Regions from separate parts of the Mus musculus genome. Here region 2 is linked to region 1. Evidence: chromatin contacts called from public promoter capture Hi-C data. All regions are on one chromosome and are shown on one strand. The core of a region is the stretch at or near the end of the contact, and the rest is flanking DNA. Distances in the headings are between cores, read along the strand shown. Region 1 holds the start of Mef2c (myocyte enhancer factor 2C). Region 2 overlaps Mef2c (myocyte enhancer factor 2C).

Region 1 (4,742 bases), core at 719-3,218:
GAGGGTGCTTAAATGTTGAGTCCACTGCTCTGATAGAAGCTACTAACTTCAAACAGCACAATGAGGCAGGAGGCTTTTTTGAAGCACAATGCCCCTCTGCATTAAAATAGTACTCTGCAGGCCTACTGGAGAGCTTCCCGGGAAATTCAGCCAGTTACTGGGTTAAACATATACTTTCGAAAATATTTTTAATTAGCTAGATATTTCTATGGGCTACTATTGTCTACTCTTGTATCTTCTACATTATAGTACTCTGTGAACTTTCTCTTCCTCTAATCATAGTATTAAAAATTAAATGTTCATATTTTACACAAGCTACAGTACTCCTGGCATGCAATCTTTCACTATTTTGAGAATGCATAGGGTTGACTTGTATATAGTTGATATATTTAATCTTTAGCTTTTTAGGTGTGGTCGTGATATCTAGTACCTTTTTTTTTTTTCTAAGTATCAATTCTTTGTTAACCTATATTTTTACTATGGAAAATTATTCGACAGCTTAAACCTTAACCTAAGAGTTCTTATCAGTGTCTGCTCCTGCTTCCTGTGCAGCTGAAACTCTTCAGGATAAGTGAAGTCACCCGCTATCTATCGGTCAGGGGAGCCTAATGCATTTGGGAAGTTGTTTTTGGTTTACTTGCTAATGACCTGGATAAAGTCCAGTAAGGTGTGGAGGGAAGGAGGGGGCATTCTCCGAGGAAGCTGTCCTCTCAGTAAATTTGTCCAGATTGATTCGAAAGTTAATGGCCCGGGGATAAAGTCGAGATTTCAAAAACTTGTAATTAATTTATTACTAACATTGGAGGATCCTTTCGGCTCACTTTCTAGCCTAGCCCTCCTGACTCTCAAGGCCAAAAGCTTTATACATTCTGGGCGGGCAGGAAGCGCACGCTGGGATCGAGGCTTGCAGACATCCTGGATCGTGGCTTTTACGCGTGAGTAACGGAGGCGCGCGCGGACCGGAGCAAGGATGAAGTGGCTACTGAGAATCTAAAGGGGGCGGGGGGGGGGGGAGTCACTAGAGCAGCTCTTAGGGTCGCGCTCCTATTGGTCAGAAGGAAGATCTCGACTTCAGAAGGACTTTCCTGCTAGCTGGCTTGCAGCCTCCCCGGGGGAGCGAGCGCGCAGGAGCCTAGCGTCCTCTGTAGCGGCGGGGAGAGAGGCAGGGAGCCGCCGCTCCCCGTGTTGTCTTCCCTTTCATGCAATAAAGAATTGTCATTAGGTTTGCGTATGGCATGTGCCATTACCCCACCGTAAAACTAAAATTAGCAAAATGTCAGGAATGGAAAGATTGATTCACCAAGATGCAATTATCATTTAAAAGTGCTTGATTGAGGTACTGATGTTCAGTGATTTATTCTGCATACCATATACATAATTAAAGTAGTGTAGTGGAGTAATTTATCAATCTAGTTGAGACTGGAGGGGTGAGGAGGGAGCTGCAGTATGTTTGTTTTATTAAAATGTTGCGAGGTTCTAGTCCCGCCCCCCTTTTGCAAGAGTGAAACTGATGATTTCCCCAGCTCGGGAGGAGAGGCAACGGTTTGGGCTGGTTGGGATAGAGAAACGGAAAGGAAAAGGCAGCGCCAGGCAAAGGCAAGAATAAAATGAATTGGGGGACAGGGGTAGCACCGGAGCGTACGTGCTGCTTAGAACCCCAGCCCCGTGTGCTCCGTCTTGCTTGCCGCCCCCGCGTCCCCTCCCAGTATCCTTACATTCCCCCCACCCCCCGCTCTTTTACACGACCTATCTAAGGCTATGAGCTGCTCTCCTTTTCCCATTCGTCTCCAGTCACTTCCTTCCTGGACACAGTTTTCTGGACGAGTCTGGTTACTTTTAATCCCACCGGCCACAGACAACCACTTTCTCCTCCTCTTCCACCTCCTCCTTCGCTTCCTCCACCTTCCTCCTCCTCCTCTTTCTCCTCCTCCTCTCTCTCCTCCTCCTCTTTCTCCTCCTCCTCTTCCAGCGGCTTCGGTGCGCGCGCGAATGCGCAAGCCCGCGCGCGCCTCCCCCTTGCCCCCCTCTCGCGCGCGCACACACGCACACTTCGTCTCCAGCTCTCTGCTCGCTCGCCTCGCAGTCACAGACACTTGAGCACACGCGTACACCCAGACATCTTCGGGCTGCTATTGGATTGACTTTGAAGGTTCTGTGTGGGTCGCCGTGCCTGCAGCTTTGAATCAAGTGGAGAAGCACTTCAAGGCTGGACAAAGTAAAGATTATTGTTATTTTTTTTCTTTCTCTTCCTCTCTTTTAAGAAAGGAAAATATTCCAAGGACTAATTTGGTCGTGTCTTCCTTCATGTAAGTACCTCTGACATTTTTCCAAAAGAATAGAAATAGCTTGTGTATTGTCTCTGAAATCTGCACCAATCTCTTCCAGGCACTGGGTCTATCTATCCAACTCCTTTCTGGAAGGCTTAAGTTAAGGCTTGTTGTGCATTCTTTTCTTTAGACTCTACGATTTCCTTGTGTGTGTCTGAAAGTAACTTTTTAGATAGTAGTATCCGTTTGCCATCTGCTATTGAATTCACATCTGACTCTTCCTGTCACATCAGTTTGTTTAAAGTTTCAAGAAGTTAGTTCCTGTCATTAGCATGTTTGATAGGGTGGAGAACGTGGATACTAGTGTATTTTAGGATTTCACAGACTGTTCTGTGACCTTGAAGTCGCTGTCTTAAAATTTAGCTCTTAGTTCACTGTGGAAAGATGTTCCTATGAGTTACCCCAAAGACTGGTTTTCCCTGGGTTTGGATTCTGAGCCACTAGTCCTTGGGATGACTTTAAGCTAAAGCAGGGCTGTCTGCCAGAGGCCACCTTTTGTGCATCCTCTTCCCTCATCAAAGTGCAGGCTTGAAAGAGTTTAATTGGTGGGGACCAGAAGCAGTTGCCCTGGCCATGGTAGTCTGTGCATTGCACAGTTCATGTTTGCATTTCAGCATGTGCACTGTTGTTTAGATCAAGGGAAATATTAAGCTATTTAAAAACAAACAAAACTAAGTCACTTAGCCTGCCTTCTGTTTGGACTTTGGATGAAAGTTACTAAACTAAGTGACAAAGTTGGCCGTAAAGGAAGTCTATAGAGACGGAGCACATTGCTTATTGTATTATTGTGTATTATGCAAGTGTTTGAGTGCAATGCTAATGTGACTTCCTTTCCAGAGCAAGGCTACCAATTCTTAAGGAAATTGTTATGTCTGAGCCATTTTGTACTGTTCTAGATGCTATGGTTATGAACCTTTTCCCTCACATTTTTGAAATGGATGTGATGTGTTCTGTATAAAACATTCAGGATGTAAATGCTGACAGTGTATGTAGAATCAGGCTGTTTGCCAGTTCTTTAACTGGTCCTTGGTGGAGAATTGCTTTAAGACAAAGTGCATTTTACTATCGTTAATGTGATAGTAACTCTAAGGGTAACTGCCTTATGAAATGCTTCGTGACTATATGTGTTCTCTAAGTGCTGTAAAGAAAACTCCAGTCGCATTTCCATGCCTTTCCAGAAGAGTGGCCCGGCTCCCTCCACAGGCACCTTGCAATGGAATTGTGTTGCAGAGTAAAAACGTTTGTGTGGGGCATAGTAATCCCCCTCCCCTAGAGATTTGCTGGGACTTGAAATGTGACCACCTGTGAGCCACACTTAACCTTGAAGCCATACCGATTTTCAATTTATAGATAAAATTTCTCATTTAATTTAAAAAATAATGTCAGTTTGGCTAGTCTTAAAAGTAGTTCAATATGTATAAGTATGGCACCAATGGTATGCTTGTGCAGCTATTGAGTCAATTACAAAAATGCAGGCAATAAACCACGTTATTATCATCTAGTATAAGCATATTAATTATTGAATTTAAAAGTAGCCCTAAAGCAAGTGCATGGCAGGTAAAATGAGTTGTCCTTAAGTCCCATCACAAGTGGGAAAAAAATTCCTGAAATCAATGAGGTTTTGTACTATTTAAAGGATAATACATTTAATCCTGTATCGGATTCTGATCTTTACTCTAAAAGTATTCATTGATGCATACTTAACATATAATTAAAAAAAAAATTGGTACCCAAGTTAAAGGGCCAGTAGTTGGCAGTTATCTTTACTTCAAATTGTGCTGAACTTTATTTTTTAAAAAATGCTTTTCTTATTACTATGATTCACAGTTTGAGAATGTGTTATGCAGTTCTCACACTCCTTATTAGAAGCAGTGTTTTAACTTCATTCATTCACTACGCTATTTACATCTTAGTTGGTGTGCATGTGAATACATTGAAGGGTAATATTAAGGTGTGCTATTAATTTAATATAAATGTTTTTGGTATTGGTGGAAATAACAAATGACCATGTCATAATAAGCAACTTTCCACCCTTTCAAAGTTAGTCATATTTTTAAAGTATGTAATCGTGAACATTAACTTTCCCAAGCAGAGATACTAATTAACCACAGCAAACTTCAGTAACCAAGAGTTGTTATAATGTTCTTTATTTTTTGCTTTATAAACAAGTTAATTTTGTAGAACTCTACTCATTCTAATAAAAAATAACTATCTGATGATTCCTGAAAATTGAATCCTAAAAAAAAAAACAATATACTCTATAGTTTTCAAATATTTTTTAGTTTTTCTCTGGCCTTCACCTTGCTCAGTGACTAAGTTGAACGGCATATAATTATGTCTTTCTAATAAATTATTCATTGTATTTAGATTTCTTTAATAGAGAACTATGCTGAATAACACTTTGGCAAATGTAAG
Region 2 (5,329 bases), core at 1,232-3,731, 110 kb after region 1:
CAGAGCTAATATTATGGTCCAAGGTCATAGCCAGAAACAGGTGCCAAATTCAAAATATAGATAAAGAGAGCTCATTTAATGGACTACACATGTAGATCAAGTTAAAGGAAATCTGAGGGAGTAGTAAAGTATGCTGGTGCTTGGTGCCTAGAAGGTGCTATTACCTGCGGGCCTAAGGACACAAGAGGAACAAGAAATCACTAGAGGAGGGAAAGCCCTGTTTCAGCAAATGAGAGTCACTCAAAGGGTGTCATTCTGTGGGTGAACTCAGCCCCTGCAAGAATCCAGTAAGAAGGATGCTGCTGCAAAGTGGGCACTTGGCCTCTCTGCTCCACTTGAGTTGCTGCTACTTTCTGCACCAGTGGCCAGAAGGCCTGGTTGAGATATCTGGAGATCAGGGCAGAGAAAAGAGATTTGACAGTGGAGACTGTTAATGGTGGAGGCTGCAGAGCACTATTATTGTACTCTTTTCAGAGGTGACTTCAATTCTCATGTGGCATGTCAGTGAAAGGATATATTTATTACTCGACAGACGCTTGCAGCATACATTAATATTTTTTCTTGTTGAACAAGTCTTTGGTTATGTGTTAATATTACCATGCATTTTTATTTCTTGGTTATAGAGTTTATCCAAAAATCATTTTCTGTTCTTTTGTATACAATCCACAAATGACCTAAGGGACAAACATATTATCATATAATGTGAACATTTTTATTTCCCTGAAAAACAATAAAGTCAGCTGGGCAGTGGTGGCACACGCCTTTAATCCTAGCACTTGGGAGGCAGAGGCAGGTGGACTTCTGAGTTCTAGGCCAGCCTGGTCTACAGAGTGAGTTCCAGGATCGCCAGGGTTACACAGAGAAACCTTGTCTCGAAAAAACAAAACAAAACAAAACAAAACAAAACCAATAAAGTCATTTGAAAGAAAGTTATAAAACATTTGCTTTTACCAGTATTAGAATTTTCATAACATGGAAGAAAATAAAAACATGAAATAAAGACTATGAGAGCATAAACATAAACAGACAACATATTACAGTTAACAACATAAACACAGAGTTACTGCAGACACATGTATGATTCAGGCCAGCCAGTCAACCAGTCACAGATAGCTGCAGTAAACTCTAAAGAAAACAACTAGTAATAATGAAAGCAATAAGAACAAACCACATGTGAGCCATGAATAAACACACATTTAAACTTGGACAACTTCTTACTGGAAACCTCAGAGGGCTTATACAAATCTGTTGTGTGTATACACACACAAGCACAATTTTTCATTATAAAGGCTGTATGCCATGATACTATGAGTCCTCTGGCAAGTCTTTGAACAGTATTTTCACTTGTAATGCTGACAAAAGGAGAAAGACAAGAGTGTTTACAACTATGATGAGTTACTGAAAGTAGAAACAAAAACATAGTTTTGCTTAAGTTGCCAAAATAATAGCAAAAATCAATAATTGGAACCTGGATCACACTAATTAGACATCCGCCCAGCTTTAGCTCACTAAATATTTGCCAACTCTCTCATTTGAGATATAGATCTTGCCATGTGGCAGGGGCAGTAGCTATATAGCAAAATGTGAAACATTGTATATTTTCTGAGATATCACTTTAAGATGTGAGCTACTAAATGATACATACTTCGGTGAAACCTGTACCTTAAAACGCCTATTGTCTCTTAACTTGCGATTAAAAGACAGGTTTTTAAAAATAATAATTAAACTATATATGCTATTCACAGGCCTGAAGATGGTTTTATATCATTAAACTTCTGCATAAATATGCTTCAATAAGCAATTAAACCAAAGGATCAGCTCTGCATTTTAATCCCCCTTTTCTCCGTGAAGTCATCACAGTCACCTACCTTTGATCTTACCGTCATTTCTGGCAACCGATTCAGATATCACAAATGAATAATTATTACTTCATAGAATGGAATTCAAAGACAATGGAGTCTAATGAAAAAGGGCTTTGTTTCACAGAAAAGTGAAACGTTTCCTAACGGTTGCAGAGAAAGAGTTATAAGTGCAGGGAAGAAATCAATTTATGATCACACATCTTGAGACCCCCTTCCTGGGCATAATCTACACACTGCACGATTTGGAATTTGGCGTTTTCCTGGGCGCAGTTAATGCTTTCTGTCCTTGAATCCTTCTGTCTCACTTCCACGGCTTTCCCTGTGTTTCTGCCCCACAGGCTGTTCCACCTCCCAGCTTTGAGATGCCAGTTACCATCCCAGTGTCCAGCCATAACAGTTTGGTGTACAGCAATCCTGTCAGCACACTGGGAAACCCCAATCTTCTGCCACTGGCCCACCCGTCTCTGCAGAGGAATAGTATGTCTCCTGGTGTAACACATAGACCTCCAAGTGCAGGTAACACAGGTAGGTCCTTAAGAGGACTTCATGTTCACAAGGTGTTGGAAGGATCCACGTCTAGCGAAAGCTTCCTTATTTAGGAAGTGCACTTTGGTTCCTGTTTGTATTCTATTCTTTTGTTGCTCAACATCCACCCCTTTCTAAATCCTCTTTGTGACACAGCCTGAGTTCTTCAGATTATCTTTCGGTGCATTTCATAACCCACACTTTGTCTTTTCTGGAGGTCAATTTTCTCCTCCGGTTGCTCTTTAAGCACTTACTTTCTCCAACAGTGTGTCCAATACCTAGTCTACACACTTTTGTTGTAGTCTTTTCTGCATAAAGAATCTCTTCTCTCTTCTTCCTACTAAACTGTCACTGTGAGACTGTCCTCTGTCTTCTCCAGCAGCATTTGTCCCCTATCTGTAATTGTTTGGGTTGTTTGTTTGTTTAAGACAACTTATCCCAGAAAGGATATACAGTAGAAAAGACTTGTGCTACCAGTACACGAGCATGATTTAAAAGTTGTATGAAATAAAGCACAGCTAATGACAAGTGCAGCTGATGGTACATCGCACTCACGCCCACTTGCCACAGATTTGTCTCAACATTATAAAGTATCCCTGCTGCTGTTCAATTCACAGTGACCTAAAGACAAGAAATGATTGCTCAGAAGAAGAAAAAAAAAAAAAACCCAGACATTCTTAGTATGTGAATCCAACTAAATATGTTATGATGTACTGAATTGAATACATGTCTTTTCTCCACTGGACTTGAACCTTGAAAGGAAGAATGCCCATTTGATTTGTCAAGCTCACAGTGGGAGCTAATTCAGTGTGTACTGAATATAACTAAGCCATTCCTTCATAGTTCTAGAAGCAGCATCAAAAATAATTGTATTTCTAAATCTCATACAACAGTCTATTGTGTATTTACATCCTGGTTTAAAGAAAGTACTCCACAGGGTGCTTTCAATAGCTTAGGTACATTTAACTGTACTAAGAGCGGCTTATTGATGGAAGGACATTTTCCTCTAGAAGACTTTATAAATCTTGAACCAGGGAAATATGTTCAAAGGACTTCACTGTGCCATCCTCTCCTCTATAATATGATTGAATTTTCAATATACATTTTAATAGTTATATAGATTTCTTTCAGTTCATATTTAGAATTTTGAATATCTTATTTGATAACTCATGTTCATTCATTTTTTTAATTTGATATTTTGTCTTCAACACTGTATTTGCTGGGAAATAGGAAACGTTTCCTTAAAATATAATAAACATCTTTTCTGATCTCAATAGCTAGAAACAATTCATAGCAATGAAGTATTGCTTACGAACAACTAAGAAATCTCCATTAGATGGCATTCTCAACTATTTTTCCTGTACCTTGTTCTCTATAATTTTTTAAATAATTATCTTCAATCTTACTGAAAGTTCACAATTCTTACAAAGAAACATAGCCATTATTGTGTTTATCCATTTGTTTATCTATTTGTCACTGTAACATGTGAGTCTTTGTGAGGTAATCAGAGGACAATGAGAAGAAGTCAGTTCTCTTCCACCAGGTAGGGCCAGGATGGAATTCAGGTCAACAGGCGTGGTGTTAACTGCCATGACTTGCTGTGCCATCTTGCCAGTACAAGTTTTTGTGTGGTTCTTAAATTAGCAATTAATTAGTATATTGTAAACCTGTGGCAATGAAAACTTATTCATTGTGTCATTAAGTGAAATTCAGCTTGATATAGTGATCAATTATGAGAAAATAAAATTTCTAGTTCATTAATATTGAACAAAAATAATGTTAGAAAATATATTTAGAAAAAAAGTAGATATCAAATATGTGAATATCAAGGCATATGGTAGAAATGAAGTGGGATTTTTATTCCTGTGGAGTATCTCTTTAGGAGAAAACCAGACCTGGAAATAATAAAAATTCAGAGACTATTGTAAGACAGTATTTTTCTATTGTAATCTTTCCTGTGAGGGGTGGAGAAAAAAAACTCTGCAAAATGTCAGTAAGTGAATGTATTTTTACCATTTGAACACAGCATGTCACAATAAAACAAATGTCAGCCCTGCAACTAAGATAGCACATTTTACGGATGTCTCTCAGAAGAGGACAAATGCTGAGGGCTGAAGGCTCCTGCTCTGTTCCGTGGGCCCCTAGCCTTTCTCCTTTTGATCTTCCTCTCTTCTCCATAGGCGGTCTGATGGGCGGAGATCTGACATCCGGTGCAGGCACCAGCGCAGGTAAGTGCAGACCTCAGTGGCGGGTTATGGGTCAGTCTGTTGGGTTATTTCCAAGAAATCCTACAGCTCTTTCTGAATGGGGAATGGTTAAACAGTAATTTACAAAAGAACTAGTTACTAACTGGAGTCTTCCTTAGTAAAACTCAACGGAGGCAAAGCCAGCATCAACGGGAACTGTTATGTTCAGTTTGTTAACGAAGGGAATTTATTTGTGTTGCTTATGCAGTAAATATTTTAAATATTTTAAAGAAGTCTAAAAATAAAATAACTTCAGCTGGTCTGCAAAGAGGTGCAGGTTCTGATCAACCCCTGACACTACTCTTAGACTATAGTACCATATGGAGGCCGTTGTTCTCACATTTTCTTTTAATCAGTCCCTAACTGAGTCAGTGATGTCCACACAACGAACTGATATTCTATGTATTTCTAAAGAAGAGTACATAAAGAAACAAGATTGCAATCATCCAAAACTACTGGTAATGAAAATCACAGTTGGCATTAACCTGATGCCTCAGAGAATATCAGTAGACTACGCTACCACAAAACCCCTCAAATGGACTTCAGCTCTTAGGATATCTTCAACACTGACCGGTGTCGTGTGTCTTCAGATTCGCAAAGAAATTTATAATATTGGAATTATTGAGATGTCGATTTTCTTTTCAGTGCAAATGCATAATGTAGCACAGGACTTTTAAGTGCCAACTCTGGTTTACT

Evidence for each region. Promoter capture Hi-C pulls out the DNA fragments that hold promoters and counts their contacts.
Region 2: a promoter capture Hi-C map of neutrophils shows a contact between it and region 1. The contact joins the enhancer-like site here to the promoter of Mef2c in region 1. A contact is called at or near these places in 4 of 39 promoter capture datasets (the C10 cell line, hematopoietic stem and progenitor cells, neutrophils and 1 more), 19 of 484 Hi-C or Micro-C datasets (B cells, the C10 cell line, the C2C12 cell line and 13 more), 7 of 115 datasets of contacts at active chromatin or transcription factors (the 230-238 cell line, the HPC-7 cell line, bone marrow-derived macrophages and 2 more) and 3 of 9 other capture datasets (adipose tissue, liver and pancreatic islet).

The regions. Positions count from the first base shown.
Region 1 is chr13:83,522,775-83,527,516 of GRCm38.p6, forward strand. Mef2c (myocyte enhancer factor 2C) reads left to right here and starts at 1,969. Exons shown (of 11, transcript NM_001347575.1): 1 at 1,969-2,306.
Region 2 is chr13:83,630,855-83,636,183 of GRCm38.p6, forward strand. Mef2c (myocyte enhancer factor 2C) reads left to right here. Exons shown (of 11, transcript NM_001347575.1): 5 at 2,201-2,387; 6 at 4,568-4,615. Among named protein-coding and RNA genes, the nearest start is that of Gm52043, 8.2 kb to the left of the region's middle. Within about 2 kb of position 2,482, at least 11 of the 459 cell types and tissues checked have an H3K27ac peak or open chromatin away from gene starts, as enhancers often do. A contact at or near this core is called in neutrophils, where this site is marked.